Regions from separate parts of the Mus musculus genome. Here region 1 is linked to region 2. A link is a contact called in public promoter capture Hi-C data. All regions are on one chromosome and are shown on one strand. The core of a region is the stretch at or near the end of the contact, and the rest is flanking DNA. Distances in the headings are between cores, read along the strand shown.

What was found. Capture Hi-C pulls out chosen DNA fragments and counts their contacts.
Region 1: a contact with region 2 is called in a promoter capture Hi-C map of liver. The contact joins two enhancer-like sites. A contact is called at or near these places in 1 of 39 promoter capture datasets (the SN4741 cell line), 1 of 484 Hi-C or Micro-C datasets (bone marrow-derived macrophages), 6 of 115 datasets of contacts at active chromatin or transcription factors (CD8 T cells, differentiating embryonic stem cells, effector CD8 T cells and 3 more) and 3 of 9 other capture datasets (adipose tissue, embryonic stem cells and liver).

What each region holds. Positions count from the first base shown.
Region 1 is chr19:46,722,730-46,729,624 of GRCm38.p6, forward strand. As3mt (arsenite methyltransferase) reads left to right here. Exons shown (of 11, transcript NM_020577.3): 10 at 2,175-2,309. Among named protein-coding and RNA genes, the nearest start is that of As3mt, 19 kb to the left of the region's middle. Within about 2 kb of position 5,297, at least 45 of the 459 cell types and tissues checked have an H3K27ac peak or open chromatin away from gene starts, as enhancers often do. A contact at or near this core is called in liver, where this site is marked.
Region 2 is chr19:46,626,796-46,633,268 of GRCm38.p6, forward strand. The region is part of intron 2 of Wbp1l (WW domain binding protein 1 like); the gene reads left to right. Among named protein-coding and RNA genes, the nearest start is that of Wbp1l, 31 kb to the left of the region's middle. Within about 2 kb of position 1,781, at least 37 of the 459 cell types and tissues checked have an H3K27ac peak or open chromatin away from gene starts, as enhancers often do. A contact at or near this core is called in liver, where this site is marked.

The sequences.
Region 1 (6,895 bases), core at 4,047-6,546, 99 kb after region 2:
TCTTGGGGCTGGAGAGCTCAGTTGTTGAGATTGTTTTTGCTCTTCCAGAGGACTTATGGGCTCAGGTCTCAGAAGCCACATGGCAAGTACCAACTCTCTATAAAGCAGTTCCACAGGAGCGGATGATCTGTTCTGGCCTCCGTGTCTCATAAATAAAATAAAAAGCTTAAAGCCAACGCAAAACAAAGAAACAACAAATGAAAGATCATGGCTGAGTTATTATCTCCATTCCTGCCTAAGCTCCGAGTCGCCTTTACACTGGGCAGCTCTCACAGACTGTGGGTCTCTCACTGTCCAGGCTCTACCCTAAGACAGGCCAGACCTTTTTTGATATGTAGTCTTTTGTTCTCTCGGGGGAGGAGTAGGTAAGGCCAGGGGATGCTGGGTGGACATAGAGGATTGACAATTGATTCCTTAGGATTTTTCTATAGGAAGATATTTTATTTTATGTTTATGAGTATTTTGCCTTCATTCATATGTGTGCCCCAAATATGTTCCTGGTGCCTGCAGAGACAAGAAGGCATTTGATCCATGGAACTGGAGTTTTACACAATTCTGAGCCACCTTATGGGGCTGGGAACCAAGCTGGGGTCATTTGGAAGAACAGTGTGTTCTCCTAGCAACTGAGCCATCTCTTCAGTCCCCACCTTTAGTTTTGCTATAACCTCTAAAAAAATTAAATTACTTTACCATTTATTTTCAACGTTTTCTTTTAACTTAGATGTAGTCTTAGAGGTTTTACAAGGTTTTTAAAAAAGATTTATTTATTTATTTATTTATGTAAGTACACTGTCACTGTCTTCAGACACACCAGAAGAGGGCACCAGATTTCATTTCAGATGGTTGTGAGCCACCATGTAGTTGCTGGGATTAGAACTCAGGACCTCTGGAAGAGCAGTCAGTGCTCTTAACCGCTGACCCATCTCTCCAGCCCCAAGTTTTTTATTATATTTTAGTAATTATAAGATCTTGTAAGTTTTATAAATTACCAATTTTATTATTTATTTTTTTAAAGAAAGATGATTTAAAATGCCAGTGTAAGCAGGCTTCTATTTGTGTGGAACATGCTGTAATCCCAGTCCTTGGGAGGCTGAGGCAGGACGATCTTTGTACGCTGGAGAATATCACAAAAAAGTTCTCAGAAAACAAACAGAAAAAGTTGTATTACCAACTTCACGTTAGTGTGAAAAATAAGCCAACTGTGGAGGTTTGTTTAGAGAGTCTGGAGGGATGGCTCAGTGGTTAAAAGCATCTGTCTCCGCTGCAGGGGATCTAAGTTTGGGTCCCAGCACCACGCAGTGTCTTACAGCTACCCTTAAGCCCTGTTCTGCAGGCTCTTGCAATTTAATTAACATACTGAAATTAACTAGCAGGATTACCAACTAATGTGTACCTCTAAACAGTTCCCTTAAAAAAAAAAAATGCCCGCCAGGTGTAGGTGTGGTGGCGCACGCCTTTAATCACAGCACTCGGGAGGCAGAGGCAGGTGAGTTTTTGAGTTCGAGGCCAGCCTGGTCTACAGAGTGAGTTCCAGGATCAGCCAGGGCTACACAGAGAAACCCTGTCTCAAAAAACCAAAAAAGAAAAAAAGAAAAGAAAGGAAAAGAAAAAAAAAATGCCCAACAAATTATTAGACCAAACCATGGCCAGAAACCAAATGCCTTCAGGGATCTAAAGCAAATAAAACAAACTGAAAGGCCAGGAACCTGGCACACGTGCACACACACACACACACACACACACACACAAACACACACACACGATCTTATACACTCGCACCCCTGGGTATCAAAGGGGACCCTAAGAATCGGCTCAGAATAAACAGAGTGATGACCATGCAAGAGGGGAGACCCCGGCCTAGCAGGACTCCTCAGCGCCCTCCAGAGGAGGCAGTTCTACCGTGTGTCCTTTTTAGCGCTGGGACTATGGTCCGTAGGCTCCACCACTGCCCAGCTCAGGATATTTTCTCTCTAATAAGACTGAAGAGCTGGACTGGCAAGATGGCTCCGCAGGCCAGGGTGCTAGCCTGTGAAAACCTGGCAACCTGAGTTTGAGTCGCAGAACTCATGGAGGAGAGAACTCACACCTCAAGATTATACAAGCCCCCTCCCCTGAAACAGAACAAAAAGGGCCAAGATGGTGCCGTTTGATGCTCATCTTTTGCTGCCCCTTAGGAAGGCGAAGCTGTTGCAGTGGATGAGGAGACGGCAGCTGTCCTGAAGAACTCACGTTTTGCTCCGGATTTTCTCTTCACACCTGTTGACGCCTCGCTGCCAGCTCCCCAGGGCCGTTCTGAGTTAGAGACAAAGGTTTGTTTGACTTTTGTTTCCTACTTCAATCAAGTCCCTTGAAACAAACTATAGGCCCCTCCAAGACAACAACTTTCTTCGCAGTTGGCCACTGCAACCCACTTTTAGACTATTTGTACGGATAAATGATTTGATTTTGTTTTTGTAAATTCCTTTTATTTTAAAGATTTAGTTTTGTTTTATGTGTATGGGCGTTTTGCCCAAACGTGTGTCTGTGTACTGACTGCAGTGCCCACGGAAGCCAGAATCCCCTAGAACCGAACTTTTAGATGGTTGGTAGCTGCCGTGAGGGTGCTGGGAATCAAATCCCGGAAGGGCAGCCGGTGCTCTTAACCACTAAGCCACCTCTCAAACCCCTAAATTCTTTTTCCCCCTAATTCCTAACAACATGTCAGTAATGACCTTTGAGTTTTTTGGAATTCTGTGAATTAACTGAAGGAAATCGATAGGCCTTCTACCACTCACTCTGTGTGTGTATATATATATATATATGTGTGTGTGTGTGTGTGTGTGTGTGTGTATATGTATGTGTGTGTGTGTGTATGTATTAGCTTTATAGTCTCTTCTCATATGTACTTTTGCCTGAATTATATCCTGCCTCATCATGTGATGATATATATATATATATATATACATATATATATATATATATGTATATATATATATATATATATATATATATATCATCTTTAACTTTCTTGGTTAACTACCTGTCTCTTTGATCAAGTTTTCAAAACAGGGGTTGGGGATTTATCTCAGGGGTAAAGTGTTTGCCTAGCAAGTGCAAGGCCCTGGGTTCCATCCTCACCTCCAGGGGTGGGAGTGGGAGTGGGGGACAAGAAAAGGGGGAGTATCAAAAGCAAGCTTTTAAAAGGGTCCCAGATACAATACAGGTTAAGAGTTGCCACAAAAAAAAGCCTTACATGTTGGACTCAATACCACACACCCCTAATTCTAGTGACTAAGCTTGAGGGGAGCAGTACACGAATCCAAGACCAATGTGGGCAATAAAGCAAGGCCTTGTCTCAAAACAAATCCCCAGGTGAGCATTTGAAAGCACCGGTTTCCTTTTAGAAAGCACCAAAGCTAAGATAAAATTAATATGCTTCTTATTAATTTAGCCAGTTAAAAATGTAAAAAGATTTTTTTAAAATTATTATTGTATTTCTATGAGTGTTTGGTGTACCCGTATGTCTACACCACATTTGTGCTCGGTCCCTTCAGAGGCTAGAAGAGAGCATCCAATTGCCCTGGGACTGGATGAGTTAAGAGCTGCCATGTGGGGCCTTGAACCTGTGTCCTCTGGAAGAAACAGCTGTCGCTGAGTCATCATTTGTTTTATGTGTTTGTTTATTTAGTGTGTGTGCTCGCGCGCACACACATGTGCGCACATAGAGGTTAGAGAACAGCTTGTGGAAGTTGGTTCTGTCTTTCCATCATATGGTGTTTAGGGATTAAACTTGGGTCATCAACTTTGACAGCACGCACCTTTGCCTGCTGAGCCATGTGTCAGCTCCACATTTTAAACATTTAGAAATGTATAACTCAGTGGCATTTGGTTTAATTAATATTTTTAAACTCCTGGATGACTTTACTATAAGATAGTTTAAATACTCAAGAAATGTTGGGGCTGGAGAGATGGCTCAGTGGTTAAGAGCACTGGCTGCTCTTCCAGAGGTCCTGAGTTCCATTCCCAGCAACCACATAGTGGCTCACAACCATCTGTCATGGGATCCGATGCCCTCTTCTGGTGCATCTGAAGACAGCTACAGTGTACTCATATACACAAAATAAATACATAATTAAAAAAAAAAAAGAAATGTTGACTCTTGGGATGGAGAGATAGCTCAGGTGTTCAGTTTGCTCTTCCAGAGGACTTACGAGCTCAGTTCTCAGAACCCACATGGCAAGTACCAACTCTATTAATCCAGTTTCTGGGGCGCTGAGGATGTATTCTGGCCTTCGTGTCTGAGGCAAAACACCCAGACACATAAAATAAGAAGAAATAAAGCTTTAAAACAAGCAAAACAAAGCAACAACTAATTTTAGCATAAAAGACCAGGGCTGGAGCTGATTTATTCTCTCCGTTCCTGCCTAAGCTCCGAGTCGCCTTTACACTGGGCAGCTCTCACAGACTGTGGGTCTCTCACTGTCCAGGCTCTACCCTAAGACAGGCCAGACCTTTTTTTTGATATGTAGTCTTTTTTTCTCTCGGGGGAGGAGTAGGTAAGGCCAGGGGACAGCAGATGGGAACAGAGGGTTGATAATTGACTCCTCAGGTTGCCATGGAGACTGACCCCTCCTACCCACTAAGCAGCTCTTTCCCCAATTCTCCTGACTGGCTCTTAGCAGTGTCTGGTGATTTTGACTCCAGGGTTCTGTCTTTTTTGGACATTTCTCATGAGTGGATCCACGTGTACTTGACCTTTTGTGTCTGACCTTTCACCCGTGTTTCCAGCGCTTCTTCACTGAGCATGCTCCACTGTCTCACTCCTCTGGGAGCAGAGATGGAATACCTTGGTTCATCTGTCCTTCATTTGATGACTGCTGTCCTGCAGTAGATTATTAACAGTGCTATTAGGAACACGGATATGTAAATACTTGTGTGGCTTTCTGCTTTCAAAGATTTTGCATCTGTACTGAACAATGGATTTTTTTTTCTTTTTGTATTTCTAACTTTTGGTGGCTTTTGGCGTTATTTGCTTTTGAGACAAGGGTCTCACTGCATAGCCCTGGCCAGCCTGGAACTCAGTATATAGACCAGGTTGGCCTTGAACTCACAGAGATCCAAGTGTCCTGTCCTGGGATTAAAAGGCATAGGGCATCATTTTCGGTCATGTCGCTAGCTTGTAATGGACCACCCTGTCATCCACAGTAGGTGCGCTACTTTGTATCCCTAGTAGTGTCACCAGAACACAGTAGTCCTGTTGCCGGTCACCACACATGCCAAGAGCAGGGACAGAATGGAATCTCTAAGCTGTGCTTACACAGGAAGCAGGTGATCCGAGATGGCGGTGGACCAATCCTCTAAAACCCGCCTTCCCTTATCTACAGCCTTCAGGCTTTAGCAGATCGGGGGGTGGGGTGGTGGGGGGGGACAAAGGCCATCAGTTCCCAGTGCATTCTTGCCCTCTTGTCAGGTGGCCAGCCTTGTCCCTGGGATCTATGATGTCACTGCCGCTGTCCTTATCTCTTACCCTCTTCCCTTGTTCTCTGAACATCTGGACCAAGTCTAGCCAGTGACTCCCTTTATCATCCTGATCTCCTCCAGGGCCATCTGGCCAAGGGAGGTAACTTGAACAAACAAGCCAGTAACGCTGTGGAGATGCTAAGCTAGCAAGAACATGTCCATGAAGGCTTGCTTTCATTATACGAGGTAAAAATGTGCCCTCGGAATGTAGATTATGACAGACGACAGCGTTGTCATCTGTCACTCCTGTGAGTGATGACTCCTGTAAATCTGTCCTGATGAGCAATAGCTTCCTGCTGCTGTGCAGCCAGCAGTGAGCACGACTTCTCCTCCATATGGGGGTGTTCCAGAGTAAAGCTGTGCACACCAGTGCACACCCTGTGCACCAGCAGGCAGTGTGCTAAGAACGATTTCCAATAAAGGAAAACTAGGAGGACTTCTCTGAGGCTAGAAGGTTCAGGAGCCAGGATGCCAGAAAGATAGAAACTGAAGAAACCAGCCTCCACTTCATCACCTCAGAGATGATTTAGTTAGGTCTGTTTTATTAGGTTTTTTTTTATCATTAGCTTGTTTTTAATTTTATTCTATGCATATGAGTGTTTTGCCTGTATGGATGTATGTATGCCACATATGTGCCTGGTGCCTGCGGAGGTCAGAGGAAGGCATCTGGTCCTCTGGAATAGAGTCACAGATGGTTGTGAGCCACCCACCCTACATGAGCCTCGATGGGGAAGTTGTAGGGTTTTGATCTGCATCTCTTTCCGTCTACCACTGTAGATGTGTGACACACACCCCTGAAGATGTGTGACACACACCCCTGAAGATGTGTGACACACACCCCTGTAGATGTGTGACACACACCCCTGTAGATGTGTGACACACACCCTTTTTTTTTTTCTTTTGAGACAGAGTTTACGTTGCCCAGATTGGAATAAACTGATCATCCATCCTGTCTCTACCTCCCACATTCAGGATTACAGACATAGACCACCACTGCTGGCTTCAGATGGTTAGGGGGAGGAGGGAGCCTCCAAGGGCTAACAGAAAAGAAGCCCAAGAAGCAGCCATGTGGTCTGGTCCATGTCCATACATGTACACACATGGTTGCTCAGTAGCTCCTATCCCATGGTGTGCAGACTGACCGCATCTCTCCGGCAGCCTCCTGCTTCCTCCCTTCTCAGTCTAGCCCACTGCACAGTAATTTAAAGCAGCCAATAAAAAGTGTGTGTAGCCATATAGGGGAGACAAGCTAGAACTGTATAAAAGCCCCAGCCACAAAATGTTTGGGGACTCTGGTATTTGGGATATGATTCTGTAGAAGTCCAAGGGCACGAGGAACCATTTTCTGATAGAAGCAGCTTAGGAGTCCCGTTTTTTTATACTACAGAGTCTGCAA
Region 2 (6,473 bases), core at 531-3,030:
ATGTGTGGATGGATGGGTAGATGGATGGATGGATGGATGGATGGATGGATGGATAGGTGGATGGGTGGGTGGATGGGTGTGTGGATGGATGGATGGATGGATGGATGGATGGGATGTATGGATGGATGTATGGATGGATGGTGGATGGATGGATGGGTGGGTGGGTGGGTGGATGGATGGATGGATGGATGGATGAGAGCATGACCTGACTTCAGTGTATGTGAAGAGCAAATGAGCCTCAGAATGTGTGAATTCTTTCATGTAGGGCAGTGAGGATAGCTCAGTAGGAAGAAGCTACAGTGTTGACCAGGGAGCAGTGTTGTCCACAGTGTGTGGAAGAGCCAAGGTGTAGAAATTTTCTGGTTGTGCTGCTGTGTCCCAGGTTTTAGGCAGAGCACACAGTTAGGCACACTGTCCTGTTGTGGTTTTCTGGCCAAGAGAAAGTCTGGCTTGAAGTCTGAGAAGGTAGAGGTGGTTTTTTTAGAGAACAACACAGCAGCAGCAGGGGCTCAGCCTGCAGAAGGAGTGAGTTCGAGTTCTGACTGTGTCAGGAGGTGTTGGGTTGGTAATACTGGAAGACTCTTAGGATCAGCATTCTGTACCTGGAGAGGATTGTGCAAAAGAGGTTCAAAGCATGTTGAGTATGCAAGGACGGGTCAATGCTCTCCCTGACCCGGGAGGGCCGCAGTCTCCGCTAGGATCAGTGTGTGGATGATGGAGACTCCCTAGGTGCAGATCATCCTCACATGACATTAAAGGGGACAGGTGGCTCAGAAGTTCCAAGGCTGACAAGAGGTCCTGTACAGGCGATAGTCCAATTGTTACACAGTTGTTCCAGTCAGTGGAACACAGGCTAGACCCTTGGAGACAATAACTTACATTAAAATTCTGTCTTCTATGGGGGAGGCCTACTGTGTCCCAAATTGTCTACGTCATGGCTGCAGGAGTGGGGTGGAGGTGGAGGTGGTTTCTAACACCAGAAATATGTGGTCTCCAGTGGGACTGAAAATAAGTCTTTGACCTTCTTGGAGTCTTTTGTCCATGTTGAATTTGGTCATGACAAGAGGCATAAGGAGGCCGACTCCTGGTCTCCTGAGGAGCTAGCTGTAACCTTTTTTAAAATTGAGAAGGGGGAAGGGGTTTTGTTGTAGTGGCTTGAACCCTTAATCCTCCGGCCTTAGCCTCTTTGGGGGCAGGACAACATAGGCCTATTGTTGTCCACAGCTGCCGTTCACATCCTTGAGTGACTGGTATCCGCATGCCCTTGTTGGTATAGACCAGACAGGCAGAGTGCTGGACCAGTCTCTCCTCAGGTCTGAAAGCAAGTGGCCGGGGAAGCGCCCACTGGTTAGAGCTTAAAGCAGCTGCTCCACACACTTGCCTGGGTTTTGTCCCCAGCAACATAAGCAAAGAGCAAATGACCTGAGAACCACACAGCACTGAGACCCCCACCCCCCCCAGGCCAGCTACAGGGGGAGAGCTCCGACTGGGGATAAGGAAGAGGTAACTCGTCAGCCTCTGGCTTTGGGTTTGCTCACTATTAGCCAACCTTTACTTGGGGGATAGCATTCATTACTTCAGGACCACCACCACATGTGAGGGGTCTTACCTCCGTATTGCCAAAAGGAGAATGGAATCGAAGAGGTCTGCGCTCCAGCGTACCAGTGAGTGTAATGGCCGTGACTCATTCCCTAGCAATCTGGCCTGGTGCTGGGTCCTGTAGCCTGCTCTGTGGCAGAGGACCAGGCTCTGGCTCCTCGTCACCCTGACCCTTTTGAGCTTAGCCTCCACTCCACCGGGATCAGGGCAAATTAAGCAAGATTCAGCTTGGAAGGGAACTAGCTGTGTATAACGCAGCAGCCACCAAGGTGACACTTGTTTATATTGTTGGAGCCAGAGCCAGAATCCTTATCTGGACTGATTGTAGAAATCTTGCGACAGGCAGGGGAGCACCCCCCTCCTCTGCCCTGCGGTGGGAGGTGAGGAAGGCCTTTTCTCCCAAGCCCACCCTCGTGAGGGTTTGAAGCCCTGCAGACTCTGTAGGAAGAGGCTGCATTTTTAGGGGCTGTGACTTGTTCTTTGTGACATCTCTGATGAGAACGGTGGAAGAAAGACCAGGACCTGGTGGCAAAAGGACCCTATCTGTTGACTGCGACTTTTCTCTAGGACAGAGTCAAAGACAATGGTTGCTTCCTCCAGTGATGGAGAGAGAGCCCTTGATTTTTTTGTTTTTTGTTTTTTGTTTTTTTTTTGGTTTTTCGAGACAGGGTTTCTCTGTGTAGCCCTGGCTGTCCTGGCACTCACTCACTTTGTAGACCAGGCTGGCCTCGAACTCAGAAATCCGCCTGCCTCTGCCTCCTGAGTGCTGGGATTAAAGGCGTGCGTGCGCCACCACCGCCGTACCACTGGTCTTTTAATTCTCCATTACTAGCACATCTTGCTGTTAGCTGCTGATCTGCAGGTTGTGAGTTGAAACAACCCTAAGTGGTAACCTGCCTTAGTTTCTGTGTCATCTATGGCCACTGCTTATTTGGGCAGAGTTCAAACCCTGGACCTCAAGAAAGACAGAAGGCTAAGGAGAATTGGAAGTTGGAAATTATTAGCCTTGGCTATGTAGTGAGTTAAAGGCCAGCATAGGCTATGTGATAAGACTCTGACTCAAAAGAAAGGAAAAGGAAAAGAAATAATGCCATATCTTTGTATTTCTTTAATCAGTGTCCTCTTCTATGATATACATTTCTTTGTAGATTACTGTATCACTATGTTGAAATGTATTGTGTATTCTACTTACAAATACACAAAAGTAAAATCTGTAGCCTTTGCCTTTTCTGTGTCCATTGTAGGAAGTTTTGAGCAGTGAAGCCGCAAATAGAAGTAAAGAATAAAAACATATTCAAGAATTAAAAAAATAAATCCTGTCCAGTGACTTAGTTCTAGAGTGCAGCCTGAGGCAGCCTCCAGAAAAGGATGTTGGCTCTGCAGATGGCTGGTGTGTGACACTGGCTTCTCTTCCTGGAAGCAGTGTGGGGTTTACTGGTACTGTGTTCTGTCTGTTCCTCCCCGGCTTTGTAGTTATTGTTTGGCTCCTTTGCTCAACAGACAGGATTCCAGGGGCTTCCACTGAACTGTGTCGCAAGGTCTCAATTTTGGTTTCAGACAGTGCCTAACTTAGTGCGTGGTTTTTCAGTCAAGGGTTTGGACATCCTGGTTCCCCGACAACCACAAACACTCCTGACGTCCCACCCTGAGTATGGCTCTGCAGTACAATGCAGGGAAGCGCTGGGATGAGCTGGGGCGGACTCCGGCACTCGAGGAGTGCCCACCTCTGAGTGGGGCTCTGAATTTTGGAACCTGGCTCAGTTTGTGCTGGATTACTGTAAACCTGAGGAGCTGGGGGCTCATTTCTCACCCATCTGGGAAATGAGAGCTCCAGGCTTTAACCTTGGGAGGTTCTCTGCAGGCTGCTGCATGAGAGACCAAGAGTGACTTATTCCAAGGGCTTCATGGCTCCCTAGTCCTCAGCCTAGGGTTTTCTGAAGGGTTTTTGTTGGAGTAGATGCATGTGTGATTCTGACCTCAGTCTTGTCATTTGAGAGTTCACAGAGCACAGAATCCGTAAGCCAATCAGAGAATGAGACTTCACAGAACACAGTTATGTGATTTTTGTCTAGAACAGTGCATTAAAACTAGGGGCAGTTTGGCGTGTGCGGTGCCCCTCCCCCCTGCCCCCCCATGTCTAAACACGATTGGCTGACTATGGGCTCATGGCTGACTAAATGCAAAACCCTAGGCTAGAAGCTCCTGACAGCAGTCTGTTGCTGTTCTGAGAGGGAGTCATGGGCCTTAAAGAGGAGAGCTTGCTATGTAGCTAAGGCTGGCTTTGAACTCATGACTCTCCTGCCTCGGCCTCCCCAGAGCTGGGATGGTAGGTGTGTATCACTATGCATGGAATGGCTGATGTAATAAAGGGAAGGTAGATGCACCTTTTCCTTGTTTTCCTAAGCCTCCTGCATTTGTGACCCTCCCAAAGACTTGTGGGCCTTTACGGCCAGTTGCCCCCTTAGTCAGCAAGGACTATGTCTAATCAAGGGCAGACAAGTTATTTTCTGTGTGTGCAGAGCAAATAATGCCAAGCCCTTGTAGACCTGAAATCTCATCTCTTACCCCGTGTGAGCTAGGTATCTACCCCCCAGCAGGGCCAGACGGAAATCTTACTCAGATAACTCGACACAGCTTACACAATCAGGCAGCAGTTACTTTAATATTAGGCCATATTTCGAGCTCCATATCTATGACAGCATCCTACATCCATTGTAGTCTTGATTCTCATAACAGACCAACCCTCCACCCTTTCCTAAACCATCGGGTCTGTTTCAATCTCTAAATGTAGGCATGGAGTGTTAGAAAGTCCTTGATTCTTTGAAGTTTTTCAGTCCTACAGGCAGCTCCTCGGTGACCCAGGGTTTCTTTATCTGTTCGCGGAGAGAGCAGTTTTAATGTCACTCTCTAGCCAAGGTAGGAGCAAACAGGCGTCTTGAACACTGTGGACTGGAAGGGACAGCCACGTGAGGTGAGCCCTATGGCCTGTGCATTTTGCTGCTAGTGAAACTGGTACTCACCAGTTTTCTCTTAAAGCAGTCCAGTGACTCGGCCTTGATAGCTCAGGTCCCTCTGAAAACTATACCTTTTCTTTCTGGTCAAAGAAATGGGTATTTCCTCACATAAACAAACAGACATGTGCGCAAAACACCAATTCACATAAAAAAACAATAAATAAAATTTTAAAAAGGAAGAAAGAAAAGCCCTTCAGCACTTGACACGGGCGGCCTGGTTCTCTTCCCATTTGCTGAGGTGGTGGGGATTCCTGAGTACCAGGAGGACTGGCCCTCAAGCAGCAGAGGGGGCTCTGTCTGGCATGGGACATGTGACGCACAGCTTTGAGCATGTGCGTCACTGTAGAAAACCGAGGGGTGTTGCTGATACTCAGGCCTCCCCAGCCTGCCTTACCTCCAGTGACCAAGAAGCAGGGGGGGATAATCAGCCGCAGTCAGGGATCAGCCCAGCCCAGTGTGACTAAGTCAAACAGAGGAGATGGCCGGACCGTCGGCATGAGGGGAGGATGGATAGAGCCAAGCAGGGACGGAGCCAGGTCAGTCTGTGCTTTTGGTTGGTTACTTTGGCGATTATGGGCCACTTGATGAAGGGGCTGAGAACTGAACCCTGCTCCTTCTAGAAGAGCAGCAAGCACTCTTACCTGCTGCAACATCTCTCTAACCCCTGTATTTATGTTCTTATATGTTGGTACTTCCCTCCCTCCCCTCCTTCCTCTCCCTCCCTCCCCTCCCTCTCCTTTTAATGAACAGTGGCTCAGTCAGTAAAGTTCCCTAACACCTATGTAAAGAGCTGGATCAGAGACGGGAGAGATGGCTTAGCCGTTAAGAACGCTGGTTGCTCTTCCACAGGATCCAGGTTCTGTTCCCAGCACCTACATGGCAGCTTACAACTCTAGCTCCTGGAGATCAGACAACTTCCTCTGACCTCTGTGGGCACCAGGCGCATGGTGCACATACCTACTTGTAGGCAAAACACTCATATCCGTAAAATGTAAGCAACTTAAGAAGAAAAAGATAAAGTGTCTCGTACTTTCAAAAGTACACAGTAAGCAGCTGCCCTGCCTGTACCCAGCCTGTGCCCTGCCTGCACCCAGCCTGTACCCTGCATGCACCCAGCCTGTGCCCTGCCTGCACCCAGCCTGTACCCTGCATGCACCCAGCCTGTGCCCTGCCTGCACCCAGCCTGTGCCCTGCCTGCACCCAGCCTGTGCCCTGCCTGCACCCAGCCTGTGCCCTGCCTACACCGTTTCAGCCCTCTGCTCTCTAAGTCCTTATTAAAAGGAGTCACACTTCATAGAGTCCTGCGGAAGAGGAGGCTAGTGAGGTGAGGTCACTGGGGCCGCCTTGTCTTCTAGGGGTGTCCAGGGATGGAAGAATGATCCTATGGTATGGTATCTTATACACCTTGGCCAGCCGGAACCCATAGGGCTGTAGCGCCATGGCCTTACCAAGTGGGCCTTAGGAAAACCTTGAGGTGTGTTGCAGCTTTGGGTTTTCAACTCTGGGATTTTCCTATAGGGTCAGGTGGCTCTTGGTGAGGTTGTTGTCCGCGTTCCTAATAGCAACACAGGAAATGGGTTTTCATCTCTGCTGCTCTGTTTGGGGGCAGTTTAATGAGGTCTCAGTCACGAGGCAGCTTCACAAGCAGCAGGACTGCCAGGCGGCGGCTGCCTGGCGAGGTGTCACTTGTTTTTAGAATATATGTTTATGATTTACTGCGTCTTTTTTTTGGGGGGGGGGGTGTTGGAGACAGGGTTTCTCTGTATAGCCCTGACTGTCCTGGAACTCACTCTGTAGACCAGGCTGGCCTCGAACCTAGAAATCCGCCTGCCTCTGCCTCCCAAGTGCTGGAATTAAAGG